Regions from separate parts of the Drosophila melanogaster genome. Here all the other regions are linked to region 1. The links are chromatin contacts, called in public Hi-C and targeted proximity ligation maps. All regions are on one chromosome and are shown on one strand. The core of a region is the stretch at or near the end of the contact, and the rest is flanking DNA. Distances in the headings are between cores, read along the strand shown.

Region 1 (3,660 bases), core at 366-2,865:
TCGATCTGCAGTTCCTGCGCCTCCACGCCTCCCTGAGCGACCAGGTGCTGGTGGTCTGCCTGCTGGTCTGCTTCTGTCTGTGCATGCTGATGTCCGCCATATACCACATCTTCTCCTGCAAATCGGAGGAGCACTACGAGCTCTTTCTGTCCGTTGACTTCCTGGGCATTTCGCTGTCGCTGGTGGCCATCTATATCAGTGGCATGTACTATGCCTTCTGGTGCCACACCTTCCTGCGCACCCTGTACTCCACGATTGCACTGGGCATGTTCGCACTGGCCATTGCCGTGCAGATACCCCGTTTGAATGTGTCCATGAACGGCAAGGTGGCGGTGCTGCTACTCTGGTCTGCCTATGGAATCATACCTCTGGGCCACTGGGCGGTGGCCATGGGCGGTCTGGAGAACGAGCTAGTCAGGGTAGGCATCAGTTGGAAATTTATGGAATCTTGTCATTTGCTAATCCATCAATCATTACCATTTGCAGCTGATGGTGCCCCGCATCGTGCTCATGTACTTGCTCTGCCTCGTCGCCTTCGTTTTCTATGCGGCCAAGATTCCGGAGCGCTGGTTCACCGGCAAGGTGGACTTCGTTGGGCATTCGCACAACTGGTGGCACCTGATCATCGTGGCCGCCTTCTATCACTGGCACAACACCGGACTGGTCTATGCCGAGTATCGCCTGAATAACGGATGCACTGCACCAGTTCTCTCCTAGAACTTGAAGATCCGAACATCTGAGTTAAGATCCGAAGATCCGAGGAGCGGAGATGGAATCCGGGACTCTAGTAGACTAAAGCTTAGTGTAAATAGTTTATGGGGCGCTCTTTATCCGCTAATAACTAATATTTAGTTGTAGTTGTTGACCGATATGATTAATTTATGTTTAATTTACCAATTAGTTAGGGTTTCGTGTTAGACAATCCAGATCCAGATAGTTGGCATCGCATAAGCGGCAAAAAGGTTTCTCTCTTTATATCCTAATTGATTTCCTTTAATATATACAATTAAACAATGTCAATGAAATTGCATGTGTCTTGAGCTGAAGCTGTGTTAGTCTTGTTGACTCAATTTTTACAATTCATAAAATGCAAATACAATATCAAACGTACAAAGCAAGCGAAATTGTGGTTTTATTGAAGTTATGTTTCGGAAACATAATTTATTTTTCTATCTATGGTTGGGATACATATTGATTTCGAAATGCGTAACTCAGTTTACAGTCTTTTTTTTTAAATTTTTTCTTTTTCTGTTTTTAAAATGTAACGGAAATGTTAGGATTAAGATAACAGTAATTGTTAACAGAGCGAGTTAACATGATCTATCGGAACTGGCTTTGATTAACATCGCTTGAAGAACCGAACTAGTTCCTGTTACCAAGCCGATCTTTGAACGTACAACTCCTATTTTCTTCCCTCAACAATTACACCTATGCTTGGGGACTACACAAGCCAAATAACAATAAATACTTTTCGTGCATGATTGTTAAATATCGCATCTCTGCAACCGCGTCAATACAGCCTATAATATCGATATCAACCAATACATCGAATAACATCGCCGCGAGTGTATCGATATGCAATGCGATGTTTTCTGCTACACCACTAGCAGCGAATGTTACCAAAACAAATTCCGAATCCGAATCGGACGGTCATCAAGCGCGCTACTCGTGTTTTTTGCTGCTCCCCCAAGGAATTCCGGAACCGAAGAGATCGGCGACGGCGCGAACTCACTAAACTGAAGTACATATTTTTTTGTGAACACCAAGTGGATGGTTGGATTATCGTCGTTAATTAGTTTCAATTAGGCGAAAATAAGAAAATAAGTAAAGGAGTTCAAACGCTTGCAACAACAAGAAATGAAAAGAAGCAGCACCAACTGTGAGCAGTGATCGTGTGCGCTTGTGTTCGTCCCCCATATGTGTGCGTGTGTTTGAGCTGGAATGGAATGCAGTTACGAAAAAAGTAAATAAATAATTGAGAGCGCGCCCGCGCTCTCCCGCTCTCTCTCCCCTGCGCGCGTGTGTATTCGAGTTGGCTCGGTGTGTGCCTCTACGCCCGTCACCGTGTGGCCGTGTTGTGTGTGTGTGTGTGCGGGTCGGTCTCCATTATCGCCGGAGCAAAAGAAACGGAATTGAAATGTCTTTGCTAATGTAAACAGCGCAAAGAGAAACCCCCCGAAAAAAGAAGCAAACGTAGATAGCAATAGCGAAAAGAAAGAAAAGGCGCGCGTCGGGTGAAAAATCCAGCAACAACGACGTTTTCTCAGACTAACCAAAGTACACGGCGAGAAACAAAGTTAAAATGCCGAATCTGCAACAAACCGCATCGCAATCGCAGCATCATCTGCATCCCCACCACCTGCGACCCCAACAGCAGCAACAGCAACATCATCATCATCATCAACAACAGCAACAACAACAACACACGCATCATCAGCAGCAGCAACAACACCACAGCGACTTCCCACTTCCCGATGGCTGGGATATCGCCAAGGATTTCGATGGCAAGACCTATTACATAGATCATATCAACAAGAAGACCACCTGGCTGGATCCCAGAGATTGGTAAGTGTTCCGGAAAGGGTCAATTAAAGAAACGAAATTGAAACAAGGGCGATCTGAAATATAATTATAAGATATTTGCATTTGGAAAGTTAGTTTAAACTTATTAAAACTACTAGAACAATTATCAGAAATGAGGCATACATAACGAATGACCAAACCAACAGGTTGTGTTTTAAATAAGTTATAGATGCTTTAACATCGCAAACTATCAAGAGTGCTTATAAACCCCAATTGCTGCTTAATGGCTAATAAGTGAAGCAGATAACTCATTGAGAATCAAATTAAAATAGAATAAAATTCTTGGCAAGTTGTTAGTGGCTTAAGAAGGCATAAAACGCAGGTGAGAGATCAGCAGTTCACTCATTCAGGAAGCTCCGGCAAACGAGCTAAAAAAAAAACCCATATAAATTCCGATTCCGAAGCGCTCTTGAACCGGAAAGAAAAGGTGCGTGCTGCAGCTGTGTGTGTAAAGGAATGCGATCGGTGGAGGCGAAATGAAGCAAAAAAAAAAAAGAAAAATAAAAGGAAAATAAAATAAAGAGGCAGCAGCAAAATAAATTACATATTTTAAACAAGACAGCAGCGGCAGCAGGCAAAACAAAACGCAACGGAACGGGGGAAAAACTTGGAGTAAACATTCCGATGCGATGATTAAGACTCCGAATATAACTGAACTGAACAGAGAGTGGCAACAAACAAAAAATGGATTGTAAAGCCAGGGAAATACAACAACAAAAATTCGAGTGAGAGAGAGCAAAAGTTAAATAAAGCTCGGCGAATGATCTGTAAAATAAAAGGAAAACAAAACCAACAAACTCATACGTAATGAGTGCGAGAGAGCCAAAGGAGAGCGAGCGAGAGCGCTGGCGATCAGGCCATGTATCTCATAGATACATTTTAGTTTGCCGTTCGCTCACATTTTTTGTCTTCCATCTCGCTCGCGCCCCTCGCTGCCGCCCCACTCGCCATCTCTGTCTGTTGCTTTGCCCATAAACAATTGCAAAATGTACGTAGGAATTTTTGCAGTTTCGAAATAATTGATTTCTGAAATTCTTCGCCCTCTCTTTCGCTGAGTTCAATTTTTCGCTTTTCACA
Region 2 (3,660 bases), core at 574-3,073, 470 kb before region 1:
TGTTCCTAGCTTCGTATGAATATATATAGGTATACATATATGTTTACATTTTGCTATTGATGGTAGCTATGTATGTGGGCATTTTCTTTGATGTTCCATTATCATATCATAAGAAATTGCAGAGTTATTAAAAGAAAACGTATCATATCTGAGATTTAACCTGTTGGTGTTTAATGCAAATTGTATGCTTTGCTGAGATACTAATATGACTGAGTTATTTAAATATCCTGGTCGAGAAAAAACAAAGGCGGTTTAATCAAGTTACTGCCTTGTTTATAGTGAGTCAGTCCACATTGTTCTGGGGGGTATTTTTTTTTTATTGGGTTTCCTGTGCTTCCCATTTGCTTAGCAGAGATCCTCTGCCGTCGTTTGTTCGTTATATATAGTTTCATATTTCATTAACGTCATCAAAGTGGTTTTTAGCCTTTTTTTTCGATAAATAAAAGATTCAAGACGCAATAGGGGCGGTGTTAAGGCGAGAAGACCGCGAAAGCTATCATTATGTAAACACACAATATACATACTGTGAATGCTGATTCTTTGAGAGCTCAGTAGTTACGTATGTGGGTCTTATATTACTTGTAATGGAGAGAAGTGATAAGAAAACTATATATTTTGCGAGGGTGGTTTGGCGGGAATAGTTGAAGCAACTGAAACATTGTAAATAACTATTAATTAATACGTATACATACGTATTTCCAGTTCATTTTAACTGAATTCAAATTACAAACTCACACACACATTCGGAAATTCGCGTTGATTGCCGCGCAAAAAAATAAATAAGAACAAGAAACGGGTCGAGAACGGGCAGATAAATCAATTGCCTCGACTACAAACAAATATACCCATGTATAATCAGAAGTAATATTCATTTATGCCCAGATATGTACGTATGTTGTAATGGTCTTGTTTTCGAATGGTTGGCAATGATTTCTGTTTCCCTTCTATTTCTTTTCGCGAATTCTATTTTTGTAAGACACGCAACAACAACAAATAATCTTAACGGTTTCACTTCGCATCGCTGACCAGTTAGCTGTTTTATTTTCAGCGTATTTAATTGTTAATACTCTCCACGCAAAGTTATTGGCACAAGGTCAACTGTGTGATTGCTAATTTATTTATTTAACAGCCGCCATTATGAGCATTGTTTTCATTGCGTTTCACTTTTAAGCCTTTTCCCGCCAGATCTAGCTAGTTGTCGGACACCACTATCAGAAACACTCGGTCGCTGACGACAGCAAATTGTCAATTAACCGAAAGGTAACTGTACTGCTCGCAAATATCACACGTTTAAGCAGCGTAGAGTTGTTCTTTTGGTAACTCATTTGTCATGAATCAACGCCAACTTGTAATTTAATTAGCTTAACTAGCAGAGCACAGAAAACACGTCCTTACATATCGAGAAGTACTTTTCGTTTCACTCGGTGTTAGGAAGCGCTTGAAGACGAGCAGTACTGCACAACGATGTTGAATTTGAACAGCTGCTTGTTAGCGCCTTTAGAACGAGATGGAGCATACTGTACCAAAGAGCAGGATGGAAGTATTAGGGAGGAGCAAATGTGAGCGATATTTTGCGGGGTCAATACAATAGTTACGTTATAATAAATTTGTATGTATGTACACATAATATTGATTCAAATTCATAATTTGAATGACAAGGTCCACTTATTTAATACAACTATCTATATTTCAAGAAACTTGCATTAGTTTTTAAATTTTAAAATTCGGTCTATGATAACAGAATTTTGATACAGCTTGGCAACAAATTGTTACAGGTCAGATATCCAGAAAGAAAACTGTATAATATTTTGTCAAAATTCAAATTTGTTAAAAAATCATCGGCTTGTCGCGTGACCCGATACTTGCCACCGTTAAGCAGATTCACAAGGAGTGTCTGAGTTTACCATCCCTAAAGCTAAAGAATTCCTTTTTGTGACGGTCGAGCTCGGAATCGGACTCGAATTTGTGTGGCTGGAGAAAGCTGGCATTGAAATGACAGAGCCAAAATGTCGATATCAAAATTATTCGTGAAAGTATTCAACGAGGATATATTCGAGCAGGTGGACCACGATAACCTGTATTCGGATCTGGACGATGACTTGGAGGGCGCTAATTGCTCGACGGTTCCGGATCCGAGACCCGCAAAGCTCGCCGATTTATCAGTTACCAAGTAGGAGTGTCCTTAGCCGCTGAGGTTAAACTTTTCAATGGACAATCCTTTCCCTTAGGCAGATGCTCATAGTGCGAACCTGGCTAGATGACAAGTTCCAACAAATCCAGACCGACAGCAATGAAGAGATTCGGCGCCTGTACATGGAGACAGAGAGCCGCATTGGCCCGGATCTTACCATATTCGATGTGGACTATACGACTACAGTGCGGGTATCCTCGGATCGCCTAGCCCTGCGCTCCCAGGGCAGCTTCAACACGGTCCGGGCTAATTGTTGCGTGTACGGCGGTCGCTGGATGTATGAGGTAATCGCTATTACATGGAGTGGGAGGAGTAGCTAAAGATTGGGGAATGAGTGGTAGATTCGACGGTGGTTGACCACCGGTCATTGACTCGTATTGAGGAGTGTGGGTTGCTCGTGCGTACTAAGAACGTGTCATTTATATACAGATCCACCTCCACACTAAGGGCGTAATGCAGATTGGTTGGGCCTCCAACTCCTGCCAGTTTAACGAAAACAGCGGGGTGGGAGATACCAAGTCCAGCTATGGATACGATGGCAGCAAACAGCAGATCTGGCATATATCCACCAAAAAGTAAGATATCCATTTATTCAACATTGATTCAGGATTTATATGTATATAATTGCTTTCCTAGGTACGGCGACAAATGGCAGATTGGCGACGTTATTGGCGTGACTATTGACGTGGATAAGGAAGTGATCGAATATTATCGAAATGGCCGTTCCATGGGCGTGGCGTTCAACAAGTTGGAAAAGGGTCCGGGCATCTCCTTCTTCGCAGCCATCTCCTTGGGCTACACGCAGGGCATCGAGGCGAACTTTGGCAATCGTCCCTTTATGTATCCGGTATCGGGCTTCCAGCCGCTAATGGCTCGACCTATCCTTAAGCTGCAACGGGCCAACCTGCTGATGAACTACTTGGTCAACCTCGCTGGCATATTTTCCAAGTATAACGCCCAATCTGGGATGGCACCAACGAATGGCGCAGATGCTCGCGTTTCCACTAAAAAGACCGTGTACTGCATATTTGCCACCTTGCTGATTGAGAAGTTCACCAATGAGATATTTGATCCATATATCATCGAAGATGTCCTGCTCAGAAAGATCTCGAGCATGACAAATTTAGCGTCCGAGAAGGAAAACTCCTACAGCGTACTCCATGGCTTGTTATCTCTCTTCTGGAACTACATGGAAGGCGACGAGATCAAGTTTGTGTTGCGGAAGTTGGTGAACGCTTTGCTGGGTACTTTTACGCATACGATACAGGGCCTGGACTATGAGAAGCATCGCCAGGCGCTCGGAATGCTGCATTGCCTTTGCCTGCACGAACAGACCAGAAAGTATCTGCTGGAAGGAAAGCTGTTCAAAAAGCACTGGTACGGATAAAAGATAAAACTCGTGTAATCCTGAGTGTTAAATTCGAATAATTTTTTCATTTAGTCTTGCATTTTTCCTCTACATACATCCA
Region 3 (3,660 bases), core at 501-3,000, 360 kb after region 1:
AGTTTATTGCGCCGGTGTCTGCTGTGTCTCTTTGGCCCATAAAAAAAACGCATGCCGCCTTCACACACACACACACACACACACACACACACACACAGATACAGACTGAAATGCGAGCGGATACTCAGATACGCAGATACAGCGATACTTGGATACTTGGATACTCGGATACATTGCCCTGCCCTGAAAGCCGAACGAACCTGATTCATGCGCTTAATTGCTTTGGAGCGTGTGCCGCCTGCCGTCGCACACAAAAAGGTATGGAATCGAATTGTGCACACAAATGGGAGCAGCAAAACTTATGAGTTCGCCATTGTATCTGTATCTTTGGCTGTATCCGTCGCATCCGTGTATTTGCCCGTTGTATCTCTGTATCTGTAGCCGCGCGCGCTGGCTTTCAATAAAAATGACAACAACAAAAATTTTCGACAGTAGGTAGAGGAGCAAACGAAACGCTCATAAAATATGCCCAGCGAAACTGGGCACGCCAATCTATCTGGAGAGGAGCAACCCTACAGATGGGATAACGAAAGGGAAATTGAATAAAAACAAGAAAAAAATAATCGGCACACACACAACGGGCATTAAATGAAATTCAAATGGAAAGATCAACAACGGATAGCAGACCGGGTTGCATGCCTCACAATCTACGGATTAATATCCACGGCAACGTTACCTTTTTCTTTACCTTTACCACCGCTTAAAAACGGGACCTCTTCAAAATTCCCACAGTCAACAGATTTTCGAATTATATTGTTAAAAGACCTTTTTACCTTATCATAATATTAAAACAATGCGGAATAGAGTGCAATCCATTATGGGTATAAAACCACATTAATTTTTTGAATATTTAATTCTACCTTATCAATTTCTGGTTACTACCTATGAGTGCTACTTTATATATATATATTTATACTATATATACTTATTTTACAAACAAGGGATATTTTATTCTTAATGAATGATTGTAACATAATCAAAACAACTAATTACTTACAACGCCTGATAATTCCAATTTGTAAGCAAAATGTAAGGGAAAATCATTATTTCAAAATGAAAATCAGCAATTTCAAAATGAAAATCAGCAATTTCATTAGTCTGATCTTCCCACGAGATTAACGATACTGTGTTGAGCCGCTTACCTGAGTTAATTATAATATCATTCGATATCGATACTGCCATTTTCTGCTTATCTGCGGCCAAAGCCCGCATTTCTCGTGTGGTGTGCTCATTACAACCCTAATTTCGGTGACCCACAAATGCAATTAAGTTGCGATAAAAATAGACATTTTATATGATTTCCTTTCATTAGCCAGTCAGTCACTCAGTCCGTCAGTCAGTCAGTTCGTCAGCTAGTCATTCCGTCAGCCTGTCGGCTAGTTGTGCCGGCAATCAATCTTAGATATTGTCGTTCTGTTGATAAGAAACGACAACGCAATTAGATAGCCCGCTCCAAAGATAAGGCATTACGAATGTGAGCCACGGGCGGCACAGAAACACTTATTTTATGGATCGCCGCCCAGAGTCGAACTCATAAAAAGACAGCCGCTGGCTGCTCCTACTTCCCTGCTCTTTTTTTCCCAAGAAATTTCATTTATGGTTGCACCTAATTAGCTCGGCAAATAAGCGATAGCGCTTCAAACACAAAGGGGAAAACGAGAGGCATTCGAAAATGCGCGCCAAACCGAAGCTTTCCAGCACTTTTTTCGCCAGCTTTACAGCACTTTCTTGACTCACAAACAGCTGATCATTCTGCAATTGGCTTGCGGGCACGTTGTCGTGTAATTTTGTTTGGGTGAAATAAACAAAAATAAATGAGAGAATATAACGAAAACTGTTATCTTTTGTGTAGCCATAGCAACCGGTGTGTTTGACGCTTGAGTAACGTTTAAACATTCTCGTTTTGCAGCCTAGAAATCTATGAAAAGCAGCTAAACAAAAATCACACTCGCGCAGCTTGAGAAACCGGCGAAAAAAAGTATCTTAAAAATTCTGGATTGGAAGATTGAATGTGGAGAATTCACTGCAACTAATACCTTTACTACGAAAAACAAAAATCCACAACAGCAAATGGCAAAAATATCTAAAACGGAATTTTACATTTAAAAACCACTAAAAAGAAGCTAAGAACTAAGGAAAAAAAAGATTTCATAAAAGAATCAGAAATCCTTCGCAAGTAAGATACAGTTTTAAAATTAAGAAGATATTAAATACATATACAGCAGCTCAAAGCAAGAAAAACTGTAATTATATATTCAATACTACTTTAGCAAGTATGCCTTAAAAAAATATAAAAGTATAAATTCATATTTTCATATTTATTTACGAAATCAATTGCTGAACACTTTGCAATATCTTGATCAATAATTTTCAAAAGAATTATTAAATAAATTCCAAAATGGGCTTCGATATTGATAGCCAGAAGATTTGCTCGGATCTGGAGAGCTCCGATCGACGTCTGAAGACCACAGTTCTGGATGAACTGCTCGATAAGTGCAAAGAAGCAACAAATTCCGAGAGTGCTGACAAAATAGCCGATGTTTTCGATAAACTGTATCTGCATCTACTGAAATGCTACGAAGATAGATTCGAAAGCGTTCGCTCTAAAGCCATTCAAGTGGTAAGCGCTTTTTTGTCAAGTCTTCCGCCCACGGATTTCCACCTGATGAATGTGGTTTCAACTTTGGCGGAGCGGATGGGAAAGGCCGAAACCGTGGAGCCCAGCGAGGAAATCCGTCTCCTCTACATTGCGCAACTGAATTTGATGATTTGCCTGTATGAGAAAATGGAAAATGTGGGCGTCTTCAGGGAGTGCTATCCCTTGGTGGTGAAGATTCTGATTAAGTCTATCAAGGATGACTATCCGGTGGTGCAGCGCGAAGGATGCTCCGCTGTGGTTACTCTCTCTCGTTTGGCTGATACCCAGGAGTTTCGTCCCTTTACAGAATCCATTCTGCTACCTCTTTACACAATGTTGAATCACAAGCATGCACAGGCCAGGATATCGGCCATTCAAGCCATCGCCAGGCTGAGTCTACACATGGACGCCAGTGGCGATGCAATGAGAAGGCTCTTCAATGAGGTGTCGCCCCTACTTATGGACACCATGCCATTGGTTCGCCGTGAAGTCGGTCAGATGGGCATTCTTATGCTAATGGAACTATTGGATCGCTATTCCTTCTTTGAGAGAATTCTACCGCTGGTTCTTTGTTGCCTAAAAGACGAATCTCCGGAGGTTCTGAACCACATATACCCGCAATGGCTCAAGTGTGGCATACAATATTTCAATGAAAACGAAGCCGAGTTGTCACAACAGGAAATAAGCGATTTGCCCGTTGAGAATTACCCGAAAGATGTCAAGCGACCTACGATAGGATGTCGTGGATTGGTGCAACGATCTTTGCGACTCTTGCAACTTATTACCCGGGAAACAAGCGACTGGAAGGATAATGTACGCCTCCACGCCCTGAAGCTACTCTATCAATTTGTTTTGCACGCCGAGGCTGCCATGACTGCCAAGTTCTTTGAGATCTACGGGGATTTGGCCCATGCCTGTATCGATCATGTGGCAGAAGTCAATGCGGAAGCCGCCAAGGTGGCGGATTTGATGGGTCGTCTGTTGTCCTACGATGCCTGGATAGATCACGGCTTCGATGGCCT

Evidence for each region. Hi-C and Micro-C count contacts between places; a contact is called where the count stands out from the background.
Region 2: a targeted proximity ligation map of the Kc167 cell line shows a contact between it and region 1, with 2.7 times the contacts expected there. A contact is called at or near these places in 4 of 107 Hi-C or Micro-C datasets (the Kc167 cell line and the S2 cell line) and 2 of 7 datasets of targeted methods (both in the Kc167 cell line).
Region 3: a contact with region 1 is called in a Hi-C map of the Kc167 cell line, with 3 times the contacts expected there. A contact is called at or near these places in 4 of 107 Hi-C or Micro-C datasets (the Kc167 cell line, the OSC cell line and wing imaginal disc).

Annotation. Positions count from the first base shown.
Region 1 is chr3R:14,722,216-14,725,875 of dm6, reverse strand. kibra (kibra,) reads left to right here and starts at 1,615. Exons shown (of 9, transcript NM_001300400.1): 1 at 1,615-2,565. The coding sequence starts at 2,303. It overlaps CG7530, which reads left to right. Exons shown (of 6, transcript NM_169599.2): 5 at 1-419; 6 at 487-1,116. The coding sequence ends at 717.
Region 2 is chr3R:15,194,373-15,198,032 of dm6, reverse strand. Kpc1 (Kip1 ubiquitination-promoting complex subunit 1) reads left to right here and starts at 1,823. Exons shown (of 11, transcript NM_142168.2): 1 at 1,823-2,170; 2 at 2,229-2,475; 3 at 2,621-2,766; 4 at 2,828-3,568; 5 at 3,633-3,660. The coding sequence starts at 2,007. It overlaps CG42542, which reads right to left and starts at 1,435. Exons shown (of 6, transcript NM_142169.4): 1 at 1,396-1,435.
Region 3 is chr3R:14,359,876-14,363,535 of dm6, reverse strand. It overlaps Dnaaf5 (Dynein axonemal assembly factor 5), which reads left to right and starts at 1,750. Exons shown (of 1, transcript NM_169581.2): 1 at 1,750-3,660. The coding sequence starts at 2,399. The region is part of intron 1 of NK7.1 (NK7.1,); the gene reads left to right.